Regions from separate parts of the Ovis aries genome. Here region 2 is linked to region 1. A link is a contact called in public Hi-C data. All regions are on one chromosome and are shown on one strand. The core of a region is the stretch at or near the end of the contact, and the rest is flanking DNA. Distances in the headings are between cores, read along the strand shown. Region 1 holds the start of PTPRS (protein tyrosine phosphatase receptor type S). Region 2 overlaps PTPRS (protein tyrosine phosphatase receptor type S).

Region 1 (6,823 bases), core at 1,543-4,042:
TTAATGCCCTCTGACACTTGTCTATATTCCAGGGCTGGCAATAATATCAGACTAGAATGTTCTGTTCCCCTTGTATGGATTTTTATGATCACCTGGCTAGTCATCCTGGTTTTCCCATTTACACATTTATCAAGCAATCCCTTCTAGAATCTAGATGAAGTAACTCATTTCACCCTCCCAACACCCGAGGAGATAAGAGATTCTTACTATCCTGCATTGGCAGATGGGTAAACTGAGGCACAGATAAAGTGGGGAGACAGAAAACAAACAAACTGTCCCCAGATAGTAATCACTCCAAATCATAATAAATAATCAGGTACAGAGATGAAGATAAACTTTGGCAGGATGGTCAGGGAGGGTCTCTCAGAGTTTTGAAGGATGAGGAGCCAGCCTTGGGAACAGCATTCTAGGAAAAGGGAACAGCCAGTGCAAAGGCCCTGAGGCTGGACTGTGCCTGATGTTTGCAAGGAACAGTGAGGTGGCTGGTACAGGTGGACAGGAGTGAGCAAGGGTTGGGGGAGCAGATGGTGAGAGCAGGGAGCTGATGGGGGGTAGGCAGTGGAGTACCTTGTGGGCTGCAAAGAAGGCTTGTGTTTTTACCCCAAGTGAGATATTGTCTATTTCCTCCCCTGGAATCAACTTCTAGAGGACAGGAATTTTTTAGCCTGTTTTGTTTCTTTCTGTGCCCAGCCCTAGAAACAGCCTGGCACACAGATTGATGGCTTGAATGGTTTGGTGTCCTGAGCACGCACTGTACCATGTTTTGCAACTGTTTTCCTTGCCAGCTCACAAGAACTCTCAGAAGTAGACGAGATTGTACCCTTTCTGAAGACGGTAGCAGTGAGGCTCAGAGGGGCATTTTTAAAGTCCTTCACCTAATAGGTGGCAGGGCTAAGTGTGGCTCATGCCATGTCCAGCCCCTCCAGAACCAGAAGTCTACCTCCAACGAGTATACAGGGCTTGAGCACCTACTGTGTATTTCAGATCAGCTAAGCATTTGTGCACAGACCATCCCGTTTGATTCTTTAAGATGCAGTTGTATCTCCATTGCTTGGATGAGAAAACCAAGGTCAGATTGTCAATGGTCAGGGTCACACTGCCAGGAAGGAAGACAAATAAGTTCTGCAAACCTGCACTGGCCGCTGGGAAACTCCAGGCTTAATTTAGGTTCCCTGTTTAATTATTCATCCTCTCCTCTCTTGTCTCCTATTTATGACTTCCGCCTTTTTGTTTTGTTCCCTGGGGTTAATGCCTTTTGTTTATATCTGCATCTTTGGCCAGGAATGAATGAATCAACGATTTGTGAGGAAAACCCCCCCAAATTCTAAACTTGAGTCCTTTTATGCGCATGAGGCCCTCTTCAAACTCATACCTTGATGAAATAAGATGCTTCCAACCGGTTCAGAACACAGTCATTTGATGCGCAATCTTGTTTGGCATCTTTGAGCCCTCCAGCCCTCCATGGTAATCTTTCCCTTTTTTCTTTCTGTCCTTTCCCCCTCACTGTCCCATTTTCATGTGCCAACTATGCGCCAGGCAGGCACCCTACCACACTTCATCCTTACACTCTCTCTCTTGTGAGCAACGGCCACCTTGCTCCATTTCACAGATGGGAAACTGAGACCCAGGGAGGTGGAGCAAACACATTTTGCAGGTGGAAAAGCTGAGATAGGGCCCCACACAGCAAGCCAGTGTTTGAGCTGGGGTTCCTACTGTGGTTTGCCTTGCCTCAAGGGCAGCAGGTGATGGTAATTAGGTGAGAGGTTTGGAAAGTGCTTACTCTGCAGGAAATGTTCCCTCATTCATGCAATCAATAAGCTAGGATCTCCAGGCCCCACGGAGGTACACCCTAGCATGATCAGAATAAAATCAGGATGATGGCATAGATAATGGAGCTTAGGGTGGCCGATGGCCATAGTCAAGGAGGGCTTCTTCCAGGTGCTGCCGGTTGAACAGAGACGGGAGAGAAGAACTGGGGAAGATGCTGTGCTAAGTCGCTTTGGTCCTGTCCGGCGCTTTGCCCCTCTATGGAGTGTAGCCCACCAGACTCCTTTATCCAAGGGATTCTCCAGGCAAGAATACTGGAGTGGATTGCCGTGTCCTCCTCCAGGGAATCTCCCCAACCCAGGGATCTAGCCCTCATCTGTTTGCATCTTCTGCATTGGCAGGCGGTTTTTTTTTTTTTTTTTTTTTTTACCACTAGCGCCACCTTGGAAGACCCAGAAAAATCCCCGGGCGGGGGTGGGGGGAGGCGTGGGGGGGGGGGGTGTGTGCCGCGGGGAAGACTGTGCCAGGTGAAGGAACAGCAGGAGCAAGATCTTGTCAGGAGTGAGTAGACTGGAAGAACTGTAAGATGCTGGTTTGGCTTAAGCATGGACACCTGGAATAAGGTGGTGGGTGCCAGTGCGGAGAAGTGAGTCTCACAGAAGAGGTTGGAATTTATACAGAGGGCACTGGAAAGCCAGGGCAGAGTCTAGACCAGGAGATGGCAAGCACCATGACCCTTGTGCCAAGTGCCCTGGGGCTAACGGGGGGACCAGCGGGCAGAGGGGTCCCTGGTGCTGTCCCTCGAAGCCCCACACCCCCACGTGCTCCTACAGCCCTTTAAACGCCCCGGCCCACGTGCCCCCGCCAAAGCCGCCTCATTGGCCGAGGGGCGTGGCGGCTGCGCGGCTGCGCAGTGACGCGCCATAGCGGGCCCCGCCCCCGGCCGGCGGCGGCGGCGGTGGCGGAAGGGATGACGTCACCGGCTGGGGGGGCGCGCGAGCCGGCGCGAGGGGAGCGCGAGCCGCAGTGAGTGTCCTCGCGCCGCCCGCCCGGCAGCCCGGCCGGCGCGCGCACGCCGCGAGCCGCTGGCGCTCGGGCTCCGCTCGAATCCCATGCAACAGCCAGGATGTGAAGCGGGGCAGAGCCGGGGGAGCCCAGCCCAGCCAGCCTCCAGGTAAAGGGGGAAAAATAATCTTGAATTCGATTCAAAGAAATGCAGGCGCTCCAGTGGGGGTCTTGGAGACGGCGGAGTGGGCAGCGCGCCGGCTTTGTGCCGGGGAAGCCTGTACGGCCATTGTGCTTGGAGGATGCTCCGCTGCAGCCGGCTGCACGCCCAGCCGCTGCGCCGGGCAGGCTACGTCCGAACAATGCCCCTGAGAGGCTGGGCCGGGGTGGGAAGGGGCTGCGGGGGATGGGGCTCGGCGGGCGGGGCTGGGGGTTTCGCGGCCGGGAGGGGGCTGGGCTGGACTCGCCCGGAGCGCGGCGTTGGAAGCTGCCCAGCGCCGCCGGCTGCACCACCCCGGGCTGCGGGCGGGGCAAAGGCGCGGAGGGAGGACGCGCGTATGTGCGGAGGGGGTGCTGGCCCCGGCGGCGCCCAGCCAGGCTCCCCGGGCGGGTTCCGGAGGCAGGGGGCGCTGTGCTGGGGCTGGGGGGCGCGCGGGCGGCCCGGAGTGGAGACAAGCCCGGGACAGGTGCCTCCAGGTGAGAGCGAGGAGGGCACCGACTGGACGGTGCGCCCAGGGTAGCTGTTGTGCCCTCCGCCTTCGCTCTTTAATCCCCCTCCTCTAGAGACCCCCTACTCAATGCTGTCTCCCCCTAGCGCCCTCTCGGTCTCATCTATCCTTTGATGGGGGGTGGCCCTCCGCTACCTTGCCTTGCCCCACCCTTTTGCGGACCCATCGCCCCTCTCATATCCCCCAAGTGGGGCAAGACTCAGCCCCCAGCCCCAGGGACCCTGGCGGACGGGCGGACGGGCGGGCGGGCGCGCGTGCCGGGCGCCCGACCTCCCCTAGGAGCTGGGGCCCCCATGGGGATCCCGGGAGAGGGGAAGCCGCCCCTTCAGCTGCTAGCCTCGCGGGTTCTGCACGCCCTGGGAGCCCCCTTGGGGGCTGGGAGGAGGGGCGGTGACGTCATCCCTGGGGGCGGAGCCGTCGGAACCAGGTTGAAGGGGGCGCGGGGGCCCCCTTACCCAGAGGGAAGCCCTCCCCCCCACCCCGAGTTAGAGCGCCGGTACTCTGGGCGCGAGGGTTTCGACCGAGTTACGGCCAAGTTCACCGCTCCTTATGGAAACATTGCCACATTTAGGATTCCACCTGTCCACAAATCCTCGATACTTACCCCCACGAAACTCCCCGTAAATCAGAGAACCCACTTCAACTGCTTTCTCTCTGAAATTCTCAAATCAGAGAATCCCCCCCAACCCCAAGTGGAATCTTTTTTTGTCAGCCACACACACACCCCCACCCCCCCAGTCTGGAATCTCCTCTTATGTGATCCTTCCCCCGATTTCAGACCTTCCTCTAGTAGCTCCGTAAATATGCAGCTTTTCGGAATGTCCTTTCCTCTGCAGTCCTTCCTTAAGTTTAGCCACCCCCTTGGGTCCTCATCCCCAAAACGTAGGAACCTCCCCAGCGCTTCCATCTGGGGAGTGGTGCCTCCCTTCCCCTTCTAGGGCTCAGCTGGGATTCCCCTGTTCCCCCCATCTCCATCTGCGAGAGTCCTCGTTCTGAGCGTGGGGCCCTTCTGCCTCCCGCCAGACCCCTGAAAAACCAGCCTGGCCAACAGCTCGTGAATTGGGGAGGGAGGTGTCTGAGGCGTCCAGGCTGGGCATGAGGACTCTGAGAAGCAGGGACAAAGCCGAAGGGCCCTCGAGGGTGTTGAGGTCGGGGTCCCACCCGCTCTGGGCCCCCGGTGGTCTCCCCCGCTAGACTTTGGCAGTTGGGGTTCTGGCCTTTCATCAGTGTTCCCCACTGTTGCTGTTCCGGGGTGCGGGGGGCGAGGGTCCCTTTTGTTTGGGGCATGCTGCTTCCCTCTCTTCCACCCGTGAGCAGAGCCAGCCAGCCCGCGACTCCACTCCTGCCGATAGCAGCTGCTGCTGCTGGAGCTTTTATTAATGGCCGAGGGACTGGGTCGATTCTGCTATTTGCATAACGCCCCTCCCCCCACCCAGGGTCCCCTTCCTTTGTGCCCCCCTCCCCCTGCCAATCTCGCCTGCCTTCTGTCCCTCAGATCTCTTCTTCCTCTGCCAGCTGATACTTTGGCTACGGAAGGAAAGCAGCTGGGGCTGGGGGCGGCTGCTTTCCGCCCCCGTCAATCCCAGAGCCCACCAACTTGGGCCTGGGTCTCCGTCTGGATCCCCATCCCCACTCCCCCGCAATGCCTGCGGAGGGGACATCTCCGGATGCCTGCTGTCCTGTCCCCCTTCTTCCCCTGACTCCAGAAAGCTTCATCTTGCCCCGTTCCCTGGGCCCGGGGGACACCTTCAACGTGACGGTGCACTTCTGCTTGGGGCCCTGGTCCCCCCAGCCCCCTGGGGGCAGCCACCTGCAATTGTCCTGAGAGTTGGTATAATTGGGCTCAGGCGAACAAAACGTCGAGGGAGACCCGGCCTGCCTGGTGAGCTCATGCGCTTTTCTATTCCTGCCACCCAGTCGATGACATCGGCCCCCCAGGGGGTGAAGAGGACTGGTGCTGTCATGTCAGTACCTGTCCTGCCAGGAGAGGCCAGGCCTGGCCCACTCCCCATTCTCTGCGGAGGTGGGGAGGGGAGGCGGAGGCATGGGTCATTCTGATGTGGCCGGGGTATGGCATTGGAGGGTGCTACTGGGGTGCAGGCCAGCCTCCTTGGGGTGAACCGTGCTCCCCCATGGTCCCATGCCTTGAGGTAGGCACAGAGGGAGGGCACTGCCAGCCAGGTGCCCGCTTACCGCCCGCACAGGCATCGTCACCCACTGACAGTGCTTCTGTTTCTAGCTCCTTGGATCATTCCTAGTGCCTTTCTTTTTCCCCTGCTTCCCTGGGGGATCCTGGGCATCTTTGCCTGGCTGGGGGCCCCATTCGGAGACCTGAGGCGTTTTTGTCCCAGTACCAAAACGGTGGTTCTGGGCCGAGTTGTCAGAGCAGGTGGAAGGGGAGAAGCTCCTGGATGTTAGGAGTTTAGTGGTGGCATCTGCAGGGGACAATTCTGGAACCATGACTGTGTGTCCATTTTCTTTGGGCCACTGAGAGCATGGGGGTCTGCCTGGCCTCCACTAGATCGGGATCGGTCTAGGGGACAGCTCCACCTCTCCTTAGCAGACAGCTTTCCATGGATGACTCAGTTTCCCCTTCTACCATCTGGGTGGGCACGCAACAGCCCGTCACAGATGTTGGAGCACCATACATCTCCAACTGCTTCTCCCAGGAGCCAGGCGCTGGGAGACCTGTGGCTGTGCTGATTACTCCAGCCTGAAGGATGGTCAGAGAGGTGGCCGGGCAGGGAAGGATCGGGTAGTGCCTACGTGGCTCTGAGACGCAGCCCCTCACAGCCCCAAGTTTCACCTGCTTCCTGTGACTTTAGTGCAGCCACTGCTTGGAGGGGGCGGGCGGGGTGGGGGCCACCACCGATAGAGTTCAGGATGGAGAGGAAAACCCTAAAAATAAAGACGGATATTTATAAACCTGGCGGGTTTGGGGGATAATTGACAAAGCTTATGCTTTCAGCTGAAAGCAATTCCCACCCCCACCCCCTTTTACAACCCCGACTCTTTAGGTTCCATTTGTAGAGGCATCTGGAGCCAGAGGAAGGTTCTTGGGAAGTGCAGTGGCTCGACAGGCTCCTTGTGGGCTGTGGTGTCCTCTCTGGGGGGAGGGGGAGGCCTTGTGCTTCTGGAGAGAGGCAGGGGGCCTGGCCAGGGGCTCCAAGACGCCACCCTGCTTTCCTCTGCACCCAGAACAGCCTTCTGGCACACCCTCCGTGGGCGGGCGTCCCATTTCCCAGAATTTACAAGGAGGAGGTGCCCCTGTCTTGCCCTTGCTCTGTCCTTCCCCACCGCAAAAGATGCCCAGCGGGCGGTGG
Region 2 (6,823 bases), core at 2,430-4,929, 89 kb after region 1:
AAACAGCAAGCAACGCTGGCGGGAAAATTAAGAGGTCCGTGGGACCCCAGACTCTTGAGATAACCCAGGATTTGGAGCTCCTTGGGTCTGAGCCATCCGACCTAGAAAGTAAGGAGATGGCATGCTGAGGATGGTTAACCACCAGCTCCCTGGGCTCGTGGACTGATTTGCAGTGCTGGCCAATTTCTGTGCTGTATATCCCCACTGCTGCCACACTAGAAAGTTGTAAGGTGCTAGTCACATAGTAGAAGCTGAGGTTCATGGGGGGAAATGAAGCAGGCAGCTCCCCCAGTAAGACTGCAGGAAACCCAGGCCAGTTGCTTTCTGGGCCATTGGCCTGGAAGGTTTGGTTGGCAGCTCCACATTTTGTCCTAAGCATGGGGAAGAGATGAAGCCCTTCTTCATGCCAGATATTGGGGTCAGGGGCAAGGTGAATGGCGAGGGCTCTGAGCTTGGGGACTGGCTGAGAGAGTGCCCCAGTGTGGAGTGGGCTGGCTGCACCCTGGAGTGTAGGGGAGCCTGCAGCTGAACTGCCTGGATTCCCATCCCGGCATCGTCTCTTAACAACCCTGTGATCCTGGAGTCAACTCTCTGTGCCTCAGTTTCCCCATCTGTAAAGTGAGCACAAGAGCCCCTATCTGGCAGGAGTGATCTGAGGGTGGAGTCAGTGTGGGTAAACTCTTTGGATGGGGCATGCAGGACCCGGCCATGTCTGGTGGCCTTGGGCACGTGGTCTAGGCTCTGAGAGCCGCAGTTGCCAATCTGTAAAGAGGGTGCACCATCAGGGCTCACTCCCTGGGCTGTGGGAGGTGTGCGAGAGGTACTCCCTCCTCGCCAGTGGGGAGCGCTCAGAGCGCCCGGTTAACCGGCAGTCACTCGTCACCCTGGCATCGGGCAGTGGCGCTGCCCGGGCGGGGCTGGGCACCCCAGTAACGGCCCCGCCCGCCCCCCCCTCCCCTCCTCCCGCCAGTGCCCAGCGCGCCGCCGCGGAAGGTGGAGGCGGAGGCGCTCAACGCCACGGCCATTCGCGTGCTGTGGCGCTCGCCCGCGCCCGGCCGCCAGCACGGCCAGATCCGCGGCTACCAGGTCCACTACGTGCGCATGGAGGGCGCAGAGGCCCGAGGGCCGCCGCGCATCAAGGACATCATGCTGGCCGACGCCCAGGTGGGCGGGGCTCTGGGCGGGGCCTGGGGGCAGGGCGGGGCGGGGTCCCTGCGCTCCTGCCCTCCCGCTGCTTCTCTCTTTCTCTCTCTGGCTACCTCGCTCACCTCCTCCTCTCTCTCCTGCCGCCTCCTCCCCGCTCAGTGGGAGATGGACGACACGGCTGAATATGTAAGTAGCGCCCCCCCAGCCACTGTCAGTGCTGTGAGCCCACACCTCCCTGCACGCCCCTTGTAAAAGGGTCTCCTCCCCTGGGCCCCCGTGCATGCCCAGTTTACCCCTTGGAGCTTGGAGTGTACAGCCTCGTTTTCGCATCAGATAAATGGATACCTGCTGGGGACCCCGGAGGTATCCATTAGCCTTCTTAGCTGCGTGGCCATTGGACTCCGCTGGCCCTTTGCCTCCCCACCCCCGTCCCCTAGGCTAGCTCCCCGCTGTGGTCTCCCACACATCTTCCCTCCAGCTGTTTCCACAGCATTGCCCACCCTCCTCCACCTTACAGCCTCCCTTAATGGACCCAGGCCTGGGAAGTTAGAACAGTCACTTTCCCACCTAGCCTGACTCTCATCACTTGGCTCAGCCTTCCCTCACCTTGAAATTTGTCTCAGGCCAAAGTGCCCCTCCCCTTCATTTTGGCTCTGGAGTGTGGGGGGAGTGGTCCTTGGGCCCCAGGTGGGACAAGAGGCCTGTGGAACAACTGTTTCTACCCCTTCCAGCTTTCTCTGGAGGCCCTGAACCAGAGTCAGGATGACTGTGTGGCTCTAGGCGAATCACTGCCTCTTGGGCTGTCTTTCTGCTCCTAAGATGGGGGCCACAGGCTCTTCTGAGATCCCCAAACCCAATGTTAGATTAACACAGCCTCACCCGTTCCAGTGGCTTTGCCTTGTACTCCCCACTCCCATCCCAGTTTTGGGGGGACATTCCCATGTGGCTCCAGGTTAGCTTCTCCAACCCACGAAGACCCTGGGAAGGATAATGTCTGAGGCTCAGGGGCAGGAGACCCCTGTTCGTGCATCCTGGCCCCCCTCCTTGTGCTCCTGGGGCCACCCCACCGCTCCCAGGCATGGCTGACGTGTTGGTGGGTGTGCATGGATGGAAACATGGGCACACGTGTGCCTGTGGGGGAGGTCAGGGTGCTCTGTCAGTCACTGAGGGAGCAGTGAGTAACTGAGCACTTCCTCTAGTGTAGATCTCTGCTAGGTGCCGTGGACACAGCGGTGGCCAGGACAGCCCTGAGCCCAAGGGGGGTCATGGTCCAGGGGAGAGGGATATTACTTGGAACACGCACAAATGCCTGTCTAGTTACAGCTCTGGTGAGGAAGGGGTGTAGACAGTGGTGTAAAGGCTTGAACGGTCAGCTGTCCAGGCAGGCGGGCAGGTGGGCACAGTCCTGACTGGTGTGGCATTTACCCTTCTCCATGGTGTAAACATTCCCACCACGTCAATTTCAAGCTACCAGTCAGGTTTGCGGTAGCTCATCATTGTATAGTATTTCTGTTAAACAGATATGAGAGATGGATGTGGGTGAACAACAGGGTCGTAATATGTAGCACAGGCAACTGTTCAGTATCCTGTGACCTTGTTACCTCTTGGAGCTTGTAGCCTCAGTTTTGCATCAGGTAAATAGGTACCTGCTGAGGACCCTGGAGGTATCCACTAGCCCTCTTACCTGAGTGGCTCCTGGACCATAGTAGAAAAGAAAATGAAGGGAAAAAAGTTTAAAAATATACTGCTGCAAACTTGTTACAATTTCAGATATAATTTTAAAAAAGAATAACCTTGAAGGCATAAGTATTAGTTAACACAGTAAAATAATTAAGGAGGAACGGGTTTGAGTATTTACTCCCTTTGTTTTTACTATTTATTTGATTGTACATTTATATAACTTCATTTTTCATAGTTTTTTAAATTTTATTGTTTCCGGCTGTGCCGGGTCTCCGTTGCCGTGCAGGCTTTTCTCCTGCTGCAGTGAGCCTGGGCTGCTTGTTACAGTGGCTTCTCTCGGTGCAGAGCGCAGCCTCTAGGGCGCTCAGGCCTCAGGAGTTGCGGCACGTGGGCTCAGTGGTTGTGGCTCCAGGCTCTAGAGCACAGGCTTAGTAGCTGTGGTGCATGGTTGCTCCACCACATGTAGGATCTTCCCTGACCAGGGACTGAACCCGTGTCTCCTGCATTGGCAGGCAGATTCTTTACCACTGAGCCAACAGGGAAGCCTCTATAATTCATTTTCCATCATCACTGTGTTTTAAGAACTGGCTTGCAGATTTTCTGAAAGCCTGACTCTTGGCTTTTGAGAGCTGTTGTAAGGAATCTCCAGCACTCCAAGGGACATAGTGGAGGCAGGGGGGACAGCCAGTGCAAAGGCCCCAGGGCGGGGCTGTGTCCGGTGTGTAGGAGGAATAGCCAGGAGGCCCATGTGGCTAGAGCAGAGTGAGCGAGGGAGGGGACAGGGCAGCTCAGTCAGGGCCTTGTGGGCAGCAGGCGGTGGGAGGGACTTGGGCTTTTGCCCGTAGGGAACTGGGAGTCCTGGAGGGCTGTGGTCAGGTGCTCACACACGCCCTCTGGAGGCCACTGCAGGGAGGACAGACTGGGTGGGAAAGCGTGGTAGCTGGGGACCAAAGCAGGGGGCTGGGCATTGCCCTGGTCCAGGTGGGCCATGACTGGTGTCATGAGGCCACGTGTGCCCATCTCAGCATGAACATGCTACGTGTTGAGATCTGTGGCATGAGCTCGGGTGCACGTCTCTGCCCGCGGACTGGGCCCCGCGTCCGCCTGGCTTGTCCCTGGCACGGGGAGGAGGGTGGGCAGCCCAGGCTGCATCACTGATCGCCACCCCTGCCCGCAGGAGATGGTCATCACAAACCTGCAGCCTGAGACTGCCTATTCCATCACGGTAGCCGCCTACACCATGAAAGGCGATGGCGCTCGCAGTAAACCCAAGGTGGTAGTGACCAAGGGAGCAGGTACGAGACTGTCACTGACCCTTTGCCCTCAGAGCGTCCTTGCAGAGTTCTTGAGCCCATGGTGCGTGGCGGGGCGGGAGGGTGCACCAGGAGGGAGGAGCAGAGCAAAGTGTGGGGGTTGTTCAAGAGGACACCCAGACTCAGCGTGGTCCAGCCCCATTCAGCTCCAGCTAGATGGAAACCTTCAACACCCTACTCTTTTTGTTTTTCTTTAACATATTGATTTGGTTGCGCTGAGTCTTCGTTGTGGCGTGTGAACTCTTACATGCTGCGTGTGGGATGTAGTTCCCCCACCAGGGATCAAACCCGGGCCCCCTGCGTTGGGAGCACAGAATCTTAGCCCCTGGATCACCAGGGACATCTCTTAAACAGGCAGTTCCTAACTTCTCACCCTCTGCCTCCTGTTCCCCCTGTGCTGATAACCCTTCTCCCAGCTGGCTGTCTCCTCCACATCCTGTAGGTCTTTGATTAGTCTCCCTCCTTGAGAAGCCTTCTCCAGCCACCCGCCTCACCCCCCTTCCAGCCAACAATCGTGACCAGCTCTGCTCTCTGCCCCACCTGCCTCCCCCATCCCAGCTCCGATCCCCACAAGCAGGTTGTCATTTCAGGGTCGTGTCTCCATCTCCCCCATGGTACCATGAAGCCTCCTCTCCTGGCAGCCCTGCCTTAGTTTCCCCTCTGGCTCCTCCTGTCAGTCCTGAGAGGCTGGTTTTTCACCAGCCAGGATTAGCTGAGTGAGGAGAGAGGCAGCTGTGAAAACCTAAGGGGAGGGCATTGCAAGCAGAGAGCATAACCCAAGCAAAGGCTCAGAGAGGGGAACAAGCTTGGTGTGTTCCAAAACAGAGAAGGACCCCCATGGCCTCCATCTTTCTTCTCACCACAGATCCTGATATTCAAGGCCGCCCAGCTGGACACGGCATGCCTTCACACTGTTGCTGGCCCATGCCCCCTACTGTGCTCTTCACCTGCCTAGTATCTTTGTCATCCAGCATCCAGCTCCCATGTTACCACCTCCAGGAAGCTTCCCATGTCTCTCTTGCCTCTCTCAGGGATGTTGTGTTAGAGTCATGCTTGCTAAGCAGAACCTGCCGCATACACTGTGACTGTTCATACCACCTTCCATTAAAGGCCCTGATAAGTCCTCCAGCAGAGAAGCCTGGTTTCACGTGTAGCACTTCAGCACTGCAGGACTTCTCAGGACTTTGATGCATTGATTACTACCCAAACTGTGAGAACCATGGGGGGCAGAGACAGGGTTTTAGACACTCCTCCATTCCATTGATGCTAATGAGGCGCTGGCAGGAGGCAGGAGACAAGTGACTTGTTCACTCGAGATGCAGAGATGAGGGCCTGCTGTGGCCTCTGTGGGTGCTTTCCTGTCTCGGGTCCTCTGCGTCCCCTGCTTCCCCTGTCCCTCAGTGGCTGTTCCCTCTGCCTGAAGCACTGTTCCCCCCCGGACCTCTTTGTGGCTCCCTCTTTCACCTCCCTCGAGTCTTTGCTTTTGAGCATGGCCTTCCCAAGATGGCTTTTAAAAACTGCAGTTCCTTGGGACTTCTCTGGTGGTTTGGTGGTTAGGACTCTGTGCTTTCACTGCTGAGGGCCCAAGTGCGATACCTGGTTGGGGAACTGAGATCCCACAAGTGGCCAAAAAATTGCAACCTCACGCTGTGCTCTGGAGCTGGGGGTTGATCACGTGGCCTTGATGCCTGCCCTGTATCCCCCCACAGTGCTGGGCCGCCCCACCCTGTCGGTGCAGCAGACCCCTGAGGGCAGCCTGCTGGCACGCTGGGAGCCCCCGGCCGGCGCCACCGAGGACGAGGTGCTGGGCTATCGCTTGCAGTTCGGCCGCGAAGACTCATCCCCCCTGGCCACGCTGGAGTTCCCGCCCACCGAGGACCACTACACCGCATCGGGCGTGCACAAGGGGGCCACGTATGTGTTCCGGTTGGCGGCCCGGAGCCGAGGTGGCCTGGGCGAGGAGGTGGCCGAGGTCTTGAGCATCCCTGAGGACACACCCCGTGGCCACCCGCAGATCCTGGAGGCAGCCGGCAACGCCACGGCGGGCACCGTCCTGCTCCGCTGGCTGCCGCCCGTGCCCGCCGAGCGCAACGGGGCCATTGTCAAGTACACAGTGGCCGTGCGGGAGGCTGGCACCCTGGGCCCCGCCCGAGAGACCGAGCTGCCGGCGGCGGCCGAGCCGGGCGCCGAGAACGTGCTCACGCTGCAGGGCCTCAAGCCCGACACGGCCTATGACCTCCAAGTGCGGGCCCACACGCGCCGGGGCCCCGGCCCCTACAGCCCCCCTGTCCGCTACCGGACGTTCCTGCGGGACCAAGGTAGGCGCGCGGTGACCCCCGCACCAGAGCCGGACCGGGCCTCGTGCCCACCCCTACCCCAGCCCCCTCCCTCTCCCCTGCCCAGGTAAGTGGTCACTTTTCTGCTTCCACGTGGACGCTCAAGGCGAGTCCGGACCCCGAGGCTCCGGCGTTTGGCAAAGGTGGGACATGCCTAGGTGGCACCGCCGCCCCCACCGCCGCCCCCCACCCACCCACCCAACCCGTCCCCCCTCCCCTCCTCCGCCTCCGCCTTCTCTCTGCAGCTGCGCCGTCTCCCGCAGCAGGGACATGGGACAGGGCCAGGCAGGGCCGGGCCAGGGCCAGGCAGTAAGGCCACGGGCACAGCGGACGACAGGGAGCGCCTGG

The links. Hi-C and Micro-C count contacts between places; a contact is called where the count stands out from the background.
Region 2: a Hi-C map of hypothalamus shows a contact between it and region 1, with 2.9 times the contacts expected there. The contact joins the enhancer-like site here to the promoter of PTPRS in region 1. A contact is called at or near these places in 3 of 16 Hi-C or Micro-C datasets (hypothalamus, muscle and tail adipose tissue).

What each region holds. Positions count from the first base shown.
Region 1 is chr5:16,749,826-16,756,648 of ARS-UI_Ramb_v3.0, forward strand. It overlaps PTPRS (protein tyrosine phosphatase receptor type S), which reads left to right and starts at 2,793. Exons shown (of 35, transcript XM_060416308.1): 1 at 2,793-2,941.
Region 2 is chr5:16,838,377-16,845,199 of ARS-UI_Ramb_v3.0, forward strand. PTPRS (protein tyrosine phosphatase receptor type S) reads left to right here. Exons shown (of 35, transcript XM_060416308.1): 12 at 971-1,164; 13 at 1,306-1,332; 14 at 4,004-4,121; 15 at 5,849-6,457. Among named protein-coding and RNA genes, the nearest start is that of PTPRS, 89 kb to the left of the region's middle. Within about 2 kb of position 3,680, at least 9 of the 54 cell types and tissues checked have an H3K27ac peak or open chromatin away from gene starts, as enhancers often do. A contact at or near this core is called in hypothalamus, where this site is marked.